2 separate regions of the Danio rerio genome follow, and region 1 is linked to region 2. The links are chromatin contacts, called in public HiCAR-type maps. All regions are on one chromosome and are shown on one strand. The core of a region is the stretch at or near the end of the contact, and the rest is flanking DNA. Distances in the headings are between cores, read along the strand shown.

Evidence for each region. HiCAR-type assays count read pairs that join an accessible place to other places.
Region 1: a HiCAR-type map of caudal fin shows a contact between it and region 2, with 7 times the contacts expected there. The contact joins the enhancer-like site here to the promoter of mgat5 in region 2. A contact is called at or near these places in 9 of 18 Hi-C or Micro-C datasets (caudal fin, embryo, hematopoietic stem cells and 2 more) and 3 of 4 datasets of contacts at active chromatin or transcription factors (caudal fin, embryo and gastrula embryo).

The regions. Positions count from the first base shown.
Region 1 is chr22:11,730,804-11,736,588 of GRCz12tu, forward strand. mgat5 (alpha-1,6-mannosylglycoprotein 6-beta-N-acetylglucosaminyltransferase) reads left to right here. Exons shown (of 17, transcript NM_001045311.1): 12 at 5,327-5,476. Among named protein-coding and RNA genes, the nearest start is that of tmem163b, 87 kb to the right of the region's middle. Within about 2 kb of position 1,633, at least 4 of the 62 cell types and tissues checked have an H3K27ac peak or open chromatin away from gene starts, as enhancers often do.
Region 2 is chr22:11,629,476-11,635,367 of GRCz12tu, forward strand. mgat5 (alpha-1,6-mannosylglycoprotein 6-beta-N-acetylglucosaminyltransferase) reads left to right here and starts at 2,002. Exons shown (of 17, transcript NM_001045311.1): 1 at 2,002-2,093.

The DNA.
Region 1 (5,785 bases), core at 383-2,882, 100 kb after region 2:
TAGGAGCAGGCATCAGTCTTCTGTGGAGGCGGGGTATATCAAGACTACTACATCATAGTGTAGAGCATTACAAAACCCGTTATTTTCCCAGACTGCGTTCCATATAGGCTGTTTTAGAGCAACAAAAATGACTGAGTTCAGAAACTTCTTGGTTGTTTTTATAGTACTTGGACCTCTTATAATTGAAAAATTTTTGACGTGTTGATTTTGCATGTTATGCTGCCCTGAAAGGTACAATATCTGACACACAACTTTTTATAGCATATTATTAATACCATTTTTTATATATTAGTTTGCCTATACGTTAAGGTATGTTTTTTTTCTGTAGAGCTTATTTGCATATCTTTAAAGCACATTGACTAACCAATTTAATGTATAACGTCATTGTTTTCTGGCTCTTTAAATGAACGTTTGCACGTTTTTAAGTTTGCCTGTATCCAAGGTTATATTTGCAGCGAGATCTTAACAGGATTATGAACTACATGTTTTTTAATTTTGCATTATTCTCTGAGGTCCACTTATAATTTTAGCCTGTCATTTTCATAAAAATGAAGTAATAAACTGTTTTCTGTGCTGTTTTTGACGCTTGTCAGAAGGTTGGAGATTTTAGACTAAAACAAATAGCTATTGCTCTGATCAGCTCACAGATTTTCATATTAACATTGCTAAACAGGCAGTGTAGTAAAAGGCATCAATCTTCTGTGGAGGCGGGGTTTATCCAAACTGTTACATCATAGATTAGAACATTACAAAACCTGTCATTTTATCAGACTGTTTTCAATATTGGCTGTTTTTACCGCAACAAGAAATGCTTGAGTTCTGAAATGTCTAGGATGACTTAGACCTCTTATTTACATCCAAAAATTATGTAAATTTAGATTTCGCATTTCATGCCCCCTTTAAAAGGTAAAATATCTGACACATTTATAACTTGTATACATTTATAACATTATTTGCATTTATAAGCTCATTTGCATGTCTTTAAGGCACATTAACTAACCCATTTAATGGAGAACATCATTGTTTTTTGCCTCTCTTGAACATTTAAATGTAAGTGTTTATATTTTGCCCGTATGCAGAGGTTAGCTAATCAAAAAAAGTGGAGCTAATTTGCATATCATAACAATATAGCCACAGAATCGTGTTACCTATGCGTTTCTCTCTGGAACACAAAATGAAAGTTTATATGCAAATTTAGTTGGTACGCAGAGGTCATTTGCATATCTAAAAGGCACACTAACCAAATCATGCAATGAAAAACATGATTTTTTTTTTGTTCCTGCATCATTAAATGAAAGTTTGCAGGTACACGGAGGTTAGCTAATTATAGTAGAGCTTATTTGCATATCTTAAAGTCACACTAACCAAATAATTGAATGATTTTTTTTTTAACACAGTTTACATGCAGAGTTAGCCAGGGCGCAGAGCTTAGCTAATCAAAAAAAAAAGAGCTCATTTGCATATCTTAAAGGTACAGTAGTCCGTTTAATTCTAAGGGTCAGAAAGAGGTTAAGGATGATGGATGCGTTTACGGCGTCAGTGCTTTCTCATTTAGCCTCATGCAATTTTACTGATGCCGTCCTTCACCCAGCGGGAGACAGAGCTCCTGCTACTGCACAGCCTCTCAAGTACTGGTTTCCATGGAAACAAACTTGAGCATAGGCCCTGTGTGTGTCTCGTCTAGAGATCAGAGGATATGTGTATAGGCTTTTGAAATGCAAATAAAGTCTTGGCTCTTCCTTTACACACACACACACAGACACACAGATACATTCATTGCATTATTAGCACTGTAAGTTCACTTTCAATGCATCTTTGTGTCTATTTTTTTCTCTTTTTCATGAATCTATCAATTTTGAGATTTTGCGCACTTTAACTGTTTGTGTTTATATTATTGTAATAAAATTATCACAGATTTTTCTCATGAGTTTTTTTCTCCAACAATTGAACTATAATGCTGTGTTCACATCAGACGCGGAATGCTATTCGCGCGTAATTAGACGCGTGAACATTTGAGTTTACTCGCTTCATTCGTGCGTCAGATCCGCTTCATTTGTGCGTCAAATCCGCTTCATTCGCGTGTCAAATTCACTGAGCAATAGACGCAGATTTGCGTGATGGGCAGGGCTTCTGTCTGCCTGGTGACTCTAGCTTCATTGCTAAATGGCCAGCATGGATTTTATTGAGAGGTTAGCCGTGTTTATGCGCTTTATGAAGGCTGAAAAAGAGCCTCAATTCGTTTGGAGCCGTGCCCGAGTTCACTAGATTTTTTTCAGAGGTGCGCCCAGCTCTGTGGGCTCATGAACTCTTCCAGAAATTTAACCTTGATGATGGAAGCGTTTAGCGGTGCTTCTGCCCGAGCTGAGCCCAGTTTGATGTACTGTTGTTGGTGTAGGCAGGAGGATTTTCCCCTAAGACACTAACAACAGGCGCTACGGCATAATAAAGCCCCCACAAGAGCAAAATCCTGATTGGTTAACGAGGCGCGAATGTCTGCTGAAGTTTAGATTTTCGAACTTGACGTTAGGCGTGTCATTCGCGCAGTGCCATTCATGCAATTCGCTCCATTTGCGCATATCATGCCGCAGGATGTCTATTGCAGTGTAAATCACTCATGCTTGACGCTTCTTCTGCATTTGGTGTGAATGCAGATGCAGCATAAGTCTCCACTTCAGCATCTTACATACACACAGCTTGATACACACAGCTTGAAAAAAATTTTTTTTCTGTGAGGTTTTTACAGAGGGGGTGATTATACATAATATGCCTTATTATATATAACATTTTAATCTACAAAAAATGTAGAAAATAATAATTATGTAAATAATAATTATGTAAATAATAATTTATGTAAATAATAATAATTCCCTACATTTATATTGCGCTTTTCTGGACACTCAAAGTGCTTTACACATTGGGGGAATCTCCTCGTCCACCAGCATCATGAAGAGATTCCTGAAACTTCCTCTGTAAAAAAAGAATCTAAGGCTGCATTTACACTGCACTGTTCAAGTGACTCAATTCTGATTCTTTTCTCCTATGTGGCTCACATCGGATATGACCTATGTACATGTAAGCAGGCGAAAATCACATGGATTCCGATTTCCTCAAATCAGATTCAGGCCTTGTTTATATGTGAAAATTTATCCGATCTGAATCAGATCGTGTCCTCGTATCCACACACACACACACACACACACACACACACACACACACACACACACACACATTCACTACTAAAATAAATAAATACCGGAATGCAAAACAAAATTTTTTGACATTTTCTGGAACAGGATCCCGCTCAAATTAATCACTGACTTGGCCTCATTTGCACAGTTAAACCTAATATTTTTATTACATTGTAACTCTTTTTTTTCCATTCTCAATGTAATCAGTCAACTGGCAGTAAGGCCTGAAGCATACTAGTACATTCCAAATGACAATTTAAGACATGAATGAAACAGTAAACAATGCCATTTTTGATTTCAGTAGTTCCTGACCTCTTTGTATGTTTCAGTATCTCTTCAAACCCATGGGACTTGCGTGCTGTGTTGACATTTTTAGCTCATATCTCCCATAATCTCTTATCAAGGCATGTTAGTCGATAAAACACGGAGCTAATTGATGATTAAACAAGGGGATCACTGATATTCTGTTTGATTTGTGTGTGTTTGTTGTGTGCCTATGTTTGTTATCTGAGATACGATAACTCACTGTGCTAATTCAACTATATTTCTTTATATCTATCTATCTGTCTGTCTGTCTATCCGTCTGTCTATCCATCTATCTACTGTATCTCTATCTATCTATCTATCTATCTATCTATCTATCTATCTATCTATCTATCTATCTATCTATCTATCTATCTATCCATCCATCCATTCAGATTTATAATTAAATTCAAATTAATTATAATTAAATGAATAATGTGTATCCCTAATTTTATTCCTTATTTAAGACTAAAAATAATCAAGAATTTCTTTAAAAGCTGCACTTATTATTTTATAGTATAGATGTGCAGTTAATTAATTGTTTCCTCAATTTACGGTCATCCCATTCATTGAATTTAAATATCGAATAATATAAATAAATTATATAAAAAATACAATATTTATTATAATAAATAAATTGTTGACTTTTTTTTTAGTTTCATTTTCTAAATCTTACAATTAATAATTGCATAATTAATGGTAGCACTAGCTTCTTTACTCTGTGTGGCAAGTATTGTTGTTTCCAATTATTTTTTTAGATATATTTTGTTTTCTCACCTCGACATCACACACACACACACACACACACACACACGAGCTATATTTCGGTTTCCTCCCTCTGACAGGAAGTGGGCGTCTTTGTATTCTTTGAACGCTTCCAAAGAAAAAGCTTCATTTTTATCCTCTTCATCTCGTGTTTTTCCCCCCAGAGTCCCGTTTCACTGTTCCTGTCTGCTTTTGCACTTCTGCAGCTTCACACTGAGAGCTAAAAACAGGCTGTGTTCGTTTTGTTGCTCTGTTTTCAGCGTCCTGGGGTGTTTTGCTGTTGATTCAGTCACGTAATCATGATTCTTGGAACTATAGATTAAATATTCCTCAAATATGACTGAACTCGTCGCACTAACCCATATCGTCTTAAATCCTTTATCGGTTTCATTGCGTGGTTATAATCAATCGCCTGTCAAAGAGGGCGGAGTTTCAGGACACGCCTACTGATTTCGTAATCATCTCAGTCCAATGGCAGCTCAAAGGTGTTATGGAGCCAAAACAAACTCTGTTTAGGCTAGATTTTGTTCAAAATTACGTCATTTAGGTTTGTAGTTTAGTTTTGTTTGAAGTAAACGAAACTGTTGCATATATAGTGTCTTACATTTCTTTTAGTTATGTCAATAGTAATTATACACATTAAATGTATTATCTAATATTGACATTTTATAAAATAAAGAAGGATTGCGAAAGACAATCGCTTATTATTATATACATTTTTTATTTTTGGCATTTTTTAGCTTTTGTTTGATAGGACATTAGGTTGACAGGAAGTGAAGTGGGAGAGAGAGCGGGGAGTAGGATCAGGGAAAGGTCCACAAGATTTGAACTCAGGACGCCCGGATCACTGCCATAACATATGTCAGCACACTAACCACTGGGCTATCATGCCGACACGAGAGACAATCTTCAGATCAAAAGTATACAGCCCCGCCCACATGGCTCTGCTTACATTATCAGAGAATAACAGTATTTTCAGAGTGTTTAAGCTGTGCAAAAGGGCATTTTAATTACATTTGATGTTACTAATGTTCTTATTCTCATGTTTGTGTCTTGTTTTCTGGTTTTAGGATAAAAAGAAGTACCTAGACATTATTCACTCCTATATGGAAGTTCACGGCACAGTCCATGGCACTAGTACAGTCCACCTGCCTGGCTACGTGAAGAACCACGGCATCCTGAGCGGACGAGACCTGCAGTTCCTGCTGCGAGAGACCAAGGTTTGACACTAACAACTATATGGAAAAACTTACACTGGCAGACTTGAATAGACCCAGTTAGCCTAAAAAATTCAAACAAATCACAGCAAAATAGGTATGTTATTCTCATGGTTTATCAAGAGGGAACTCTCAGATTTAATCTAAAATAAAATTGAATATGTTCTGAAAACAAAGACTTTTTTGTTTTATAACATCATTAGGATGAGAAAATTTTCTCATTTTTGCGAGAACTTTATTCCTTTATCCCTAAAGGTTGGAGCACACTGGGATGATTTTTACTTGCGTTTCATTTTTTCAAGATGTTTTTCT
Region 2 (5,892 bases), core at 752-3,251:
CTTGATAACACCATAGTTGAGTTTTTCTTTTATTTCAGCAAATAGGGTTGTAAAAATTATTTGTTGTAGCCTACTCTCCCATTCACGCGCTCTAAGTTTACCCAATTATGATGCCATCCGCTACTGAGAAACCTGAGTCTAGTCATTTCAAACATACATAAGTTTAAATTTCTGTTGAACACAAAATAATATATTTTGAAAAATGTTACAAACCTGTAACCATTGACTTATCATGCTAGGAAAACAATGAAAGTCGATGATTACATGTTTAACATTTTCAAAATAATCAGTTATTTTGTGTTTATCAGAAAAAAAGGAAACTTAGATAGGTTTGTGACAAGTCAAGAATAGGGGCGTAGTGGGTAGCACAATCTCACACAGCCTCGCCTGGGTCAGTTGGCATTTCTGTGTGGAGTTTGCATGTTATCCCCGTGTTGGCATGTCCAAAGTCCAAAGGTAAGTTAAATTGTCTGTAGTGTTAGTGTGTGAATGAGTATGTATGGGTGTTTTCCAGTGATGGGTTGCAGTTGGAAGGGCATCCGCTGCTTAAAATACATGCTGGATAAGTTGGCGGTTCATTACGCTGTTCGATCCCAAATTAATAAAGGGACTAAGCCGAAAAGAAAGTGAATGAATGTGAACAAGTCTTATTAGGGATGAACATCCCTTTAAAACCAGAATAGTGAGCAGGGGCGGACTGGGACAAAAATTTAGCCCTGGCACTGTAGACCACATTTTCACACTGACACAGCCCCACCATTGGTGTACATATGGTGAAATGATAAAAGCCATATGACATGGTCCATTTCTGACAATTAGCTTGTGTTGCACTTACTGTTTTGACATTCTTTACCAGATTTTGATTATGTCCACGTAACCTCTGATTGGGTCGGCCCATCTCAAAACCAGCCAGATATTATTATTATTATTATTATTATTATTATTCAATTCAATTCAGCTTTATTTGTATAGCGCTTTTACAATGTAGATTGTGTCAAAGCAGCTTCACATGAATGGTCATAGTAACTGGAACAGTGTGGTTCAGGTTTTAGTGTTTAAGTTCAGTTCAGTTCAGTTTAGCTCTGTTCAGTGTGATTTAATCATTACTGAGAGTTCAAACACTGAAGAGCAAATTCATCGATGCGTAGCTCTACCAATCCTGAACCATGCGAGGCAGTGGCGACAGCGGAGAGGGAAAAAAAACTTCACCTGATGGGAGTGAAGAAAAAAAACCTTGAGAGAACCAGACTCAGTTGGGCATGACCATTTTAATTTCTCCGCTGGCCAAAAGTCTTGTGCAGAACTTCATTATTATTATTATTACTATCCTCATCATCATCATCATCATCATATTCACATCTTGCAAGAGATAAAAGCTGCCTGCATGTAAAAACCATACATATTAAAAAATAAAAATGACCGGCCCACATTTAAAAAATTGTCCAGCCCTTCTGACATTTGCCAGATGGCCAATCCGACCCTGCTAGTGAGCTAAACTCAAGTATGGTTAGGCCTGTAATCAAGCCAATTATTCACCCAGAAAGATTCTAAATGATTTGTTGAACCACGAATCTGCCATTTATTGTAAACTCATATTGTCTGAATTAATATTGTTCAAAATGAGTGACATTTATAGATTTACATTTATTTAGAGATACATTTGTAGGTTTCAATGTACAGTGTATTTGTCATGTTAATGTAGGATTGTAGGTTAACTTGATTCCACCTAACTTGATTCCTCCTTCAATTTTGGTGTGATTAAGGTCAATTTAGGCTGCCTGAAATCAATTTCTAACGTAATTGAACTAATTAATTGAACAATCATTCCACCTGTGTGGTTCTATGAAGTTAGGGGTCCTCAGAGAGCGCATTAGGAAAGTTTTTACGCTTTCCGACGTCGTACGTAAAATCGCCACGCTCCCTGCGTCCTCTGTGCGTCTCGACGCTCTTTGTGTTGAATGTGATCAGACAGCGAAACGAAACACACCGACTGTTGTCAGGTGCGTGGATCCACACTGACGCCGATCACAGTGAAACCACCGGCTTTTCCACAGCATTTAACGTCCATATCATCACCCCAAATCTCAAATCAGGTGGGTGTTTGTTCGGTTTTCCTTATAAACGCGTATGTAATGAAAGCAGGGCGCGTTTGGTGCGCTGCAGTCCACTGCGGAACTCGCGCATATGTGTGTGATATACGTGTTTATTTATGTTGTTTATGCGCTAAAATCTGCACATTAGGTGTTTAACACCTTATTAAACTACAGCATTACAAATAACCCCTATAGGAGCAATATATGCCATTCCTGTGTCGCTCATACATGGCGAAACATTCGTACTTTGATGTATTGAAATGAATGTATCATGCTTTTAACACGGGTACTTCCGAGAATATGGTGCTACAGTTATACATCTATAAGCAACCGCGGTAGTATAGCGATGTGATGTCTAAACAGTGTCATTAGTGCTCCTTTATGTGACTTTACTATGGTACAGAACGTTAGAAAAGCGTTGTACGAAAACAGATGTCTGTAAGCTAGATTAAAGTCAAAGTGTTATGTGTCAACCAACACTTTACCGTGGTAACACAACAGCGTTTCTTTAAAGTCGTATTATTAAGTAGCCTGAGGTAAAGTGTCTTGCTCAAGGGTAAATTGGTGATCGGATCTACCTCAGGTTTCAAACCTACAACATTTGGCTTCCCATCCAAGGCCTGTAACCTTTAAGCCACATCAGTTTATGTTCTGCTATTGGTGTAATTATTCACAACTGTTCAAGTTAAATTTAATTCTGGTATTGTGTTTGGTGGAGTAGTTAAAGAACTGAGATGACAAACTGAAGGTTTTTTGGGGTCAAGTCCCAGAAATACCAGTTTATAAAAAGGGACTTGTGAGATGTCACAGCCAGTTATGCTGAATAACCATTTTGTACTCCTTTATTATCATGTTTTAAACATTTACATTTTGTCTTCTTAAAAATGTCCTGTAGTACAAATGCATGTAAATACTGTGGTATTTAAGTATGGTAATCATTTGGTGCAATGGTTTAGAAACTAAAGTAACATGAGATCAGATCATGCTACAGTGATCTTCTGAAGTGCATTATAAAATAACCTGTGGTAAACTCATGTGTTGCATCAAACCTACAACATTTGGATTCGGGTCTGGATTTGGATCGTTCTAGGCCTTTAACAAATCACTTAAATAAGTATTTGTACTGTAATTGGTTCAGTTTTTAAAAAACATTAAGTAAAGTTTATTTATAAACTAATTTCGAGAGGAGCACGTGATTATGATTGATAGCACCTGGTCCGCATTAGCTAACACTGATTTGATCAGAAGACTCCTTAACCACTATAAATAACCAGAGTATCTTACTTCAGCCATCTTCATCTTGAAGAATCCCCCCTTCCACTCCTACTCCTCCCATTTCCTTGTCAGGGCAGCACGGAGGCCTAGTGGTTAGCACCACGGTTGCACAGCAAGAATGTCACCAGCTCAGACTCTTTCTGGCCAGGTCGGCATTTCTATGCGGAGTTTGCATGTTCTCCTTGTGTTTGCATGGGTTTTCACCGGGCTCTCCGGTTTCCTCCAACAGACCAAAAACGTGTGACATAAGTAAATTGACAAATCTAAATTGACAGCATAGACACTTCATAGCATTAATCTACTTCCAACATTATCAAGCAGGGGAGTTCTCGAGACCTACCTGAACTCAGACTCCGCTCTCACCCTGCAACAGGAGGGAGCCCCGGGCTCGAGGATCTCATGAGTTCAGGGCTCTCTCCCAGAACAGCATGCCAATCACGCTCCATAATCAGTCATCAGCTAAGGGCGAACTTTTGAAACTGTATTTTAGGGTGTCTTTTGGTATGTAATTAAACAGCTTAGTTGAGAAACTGAAGGTTTTGGGGTTAAGGTCCAGAACAGTTGTGAAGCCAGTGGTTTACACCATCATAGTTATATGATATGCTGTAATTGTAATTCTAGGATGGTTTTGGTGTAGTAATGATTAAAGTGCTGAGGAGAAAAACTTGAAGGTTTTGGGTTTGAGTCCCAGAACAGTTTATGAAGCCTACTTTGTAGTCTAGTATAGTTATACAATATATTGTAACTGCAATTCTAGGGTGACTTTGGTGAAGGAAATGGAGAGCTGGGTGTCAGATGAAAGGTTTTAGGGTTGAGTCCCATGACAGTTTGTGAAGCATTTTGTGTAGACAAGGGTAATTATATAATATGGTTTAATTGTAATTCTAGGCTGACTTTGGTGTATTGGTTAAAGAGCTGGGCCGTCAAACAGAAGGTTTTAGGGTTGAGTCCCAGAACAGTTTTTGAAGCCTACTGTATAAACAGGCATGGCTCCTTAATATTCGGAAATGTTAATTTTAGGCTGGCTTTGGTGTATTGGTTAAAGAGCTGAGGTGTCAAACAGAAGGTTTTGGGGTTGAGCCTCTGAACAGTTGTGAAGTCTACTGTATAGACCAGCATACTTATGGTGTAATTTTAGGGTGCCTTTTGTGTAGTAATTAAACAGCTTAGGTGAGAGACTGAAGATTTTGGGGTTAAGGCCCAGAACAGTTGTGAAGCCTGTACACCATCATAGTTATATGATATGGTGTAATTGTTATTCTACGGTGGTTTTGGTGTAGTATTTAAAGCGCTGAGGAGAAAAACTGATGGTTTTGGGGTTGAATCCCAGAACAGTTTGTGAAGCCTACTGTATAAACGAGTATAGTTCTTTGATATGATGTAAGTATTTTTGTAGGGTGGCTGTGGTTTAGTTGTTAAAGAGCTGAGATGTCAAACCAAACGTTTTGGGGTTGAGCCCCAGAACAGTTGTGAAGCCTACTGTATAGAGCAGCATAGTTCTATATGGTGTAATTTTAATGTGTCTTTGGTGTAGTAATTGAACAACTTGGCTGAGAAATGGATGGTTTTGGGGTTAAGGCCCAGAACAGTTTGTTGTATAGATCAGCATAAGTATACAATGATAGTATGGTGTATTAGTAATTCTAAGGTGGCTTTGGTGGTAGTAATTAAAGTGCTAGGGGTCAAACTGAAGGTTTTAGGGTTGAGTCCCAGAACAGTTTGTGAGGAGTAATGTATAGACTAGCGTTGTTATATATATAATGTGCTGTAATTATAGAGTGGCTGTGGTGTAGTCGTTATAGTGCTGAGATGTCAAAAAGAAGGTTTTGGGGTTGAGTGCCAGAACAGTTTGTGTTGTATAGATCAGCATAACTATATAATAGGATGTAATTGTAATTCTAATGTGGCTTTGGTGTAGAAATTGAAGTGAAGGTTTTACTGTTGAGTCCCAGAACAGTTTTGAAGCCCTTACTATAGACCAGCATTGTTATATAATGCGCTGTAATTGTACTTGTAGTGTGGCTTTGGTGTAGTAAATAAAGTGCTGAGGGGATAAACTGAAGGTTTTGGGGTCGAGTCCCAGAACAGTTTGTAAAGCCTACTGTATAAACTAGCATAGTTCTTTAATAAGCTCTAATTATTATTCTAAAGTGGATTTTGGTGTAGTAGTTAAAGAGCTAAGGTTTTGGGATTGAGGTCCAGTTTGTAAACCCTACTGTCTAGCTGTCTAGACCAACAGTTGTATATATTGTGGTGTAATTGTAATTCAATTGTGGCTTTGATGTAATTAAAGAGATGAAGTGGTAAACAAGGTTTTGTGTTCATAGACCAACCAAATCATAAAGGCTATATAACAGCATAATGTTTTAAAGAGTTTTTGAGATGACATATTGAAAGTTATGAAGAATATCTGGCTGTTCCGCATCATATATCACTGTCTTTCTTTGGGTTCCAAATTTCACTGCATAATTTAATAATGCATGCAGTTTTTTATAACTAATATTGATGTGCGTTTAGTCTTCTG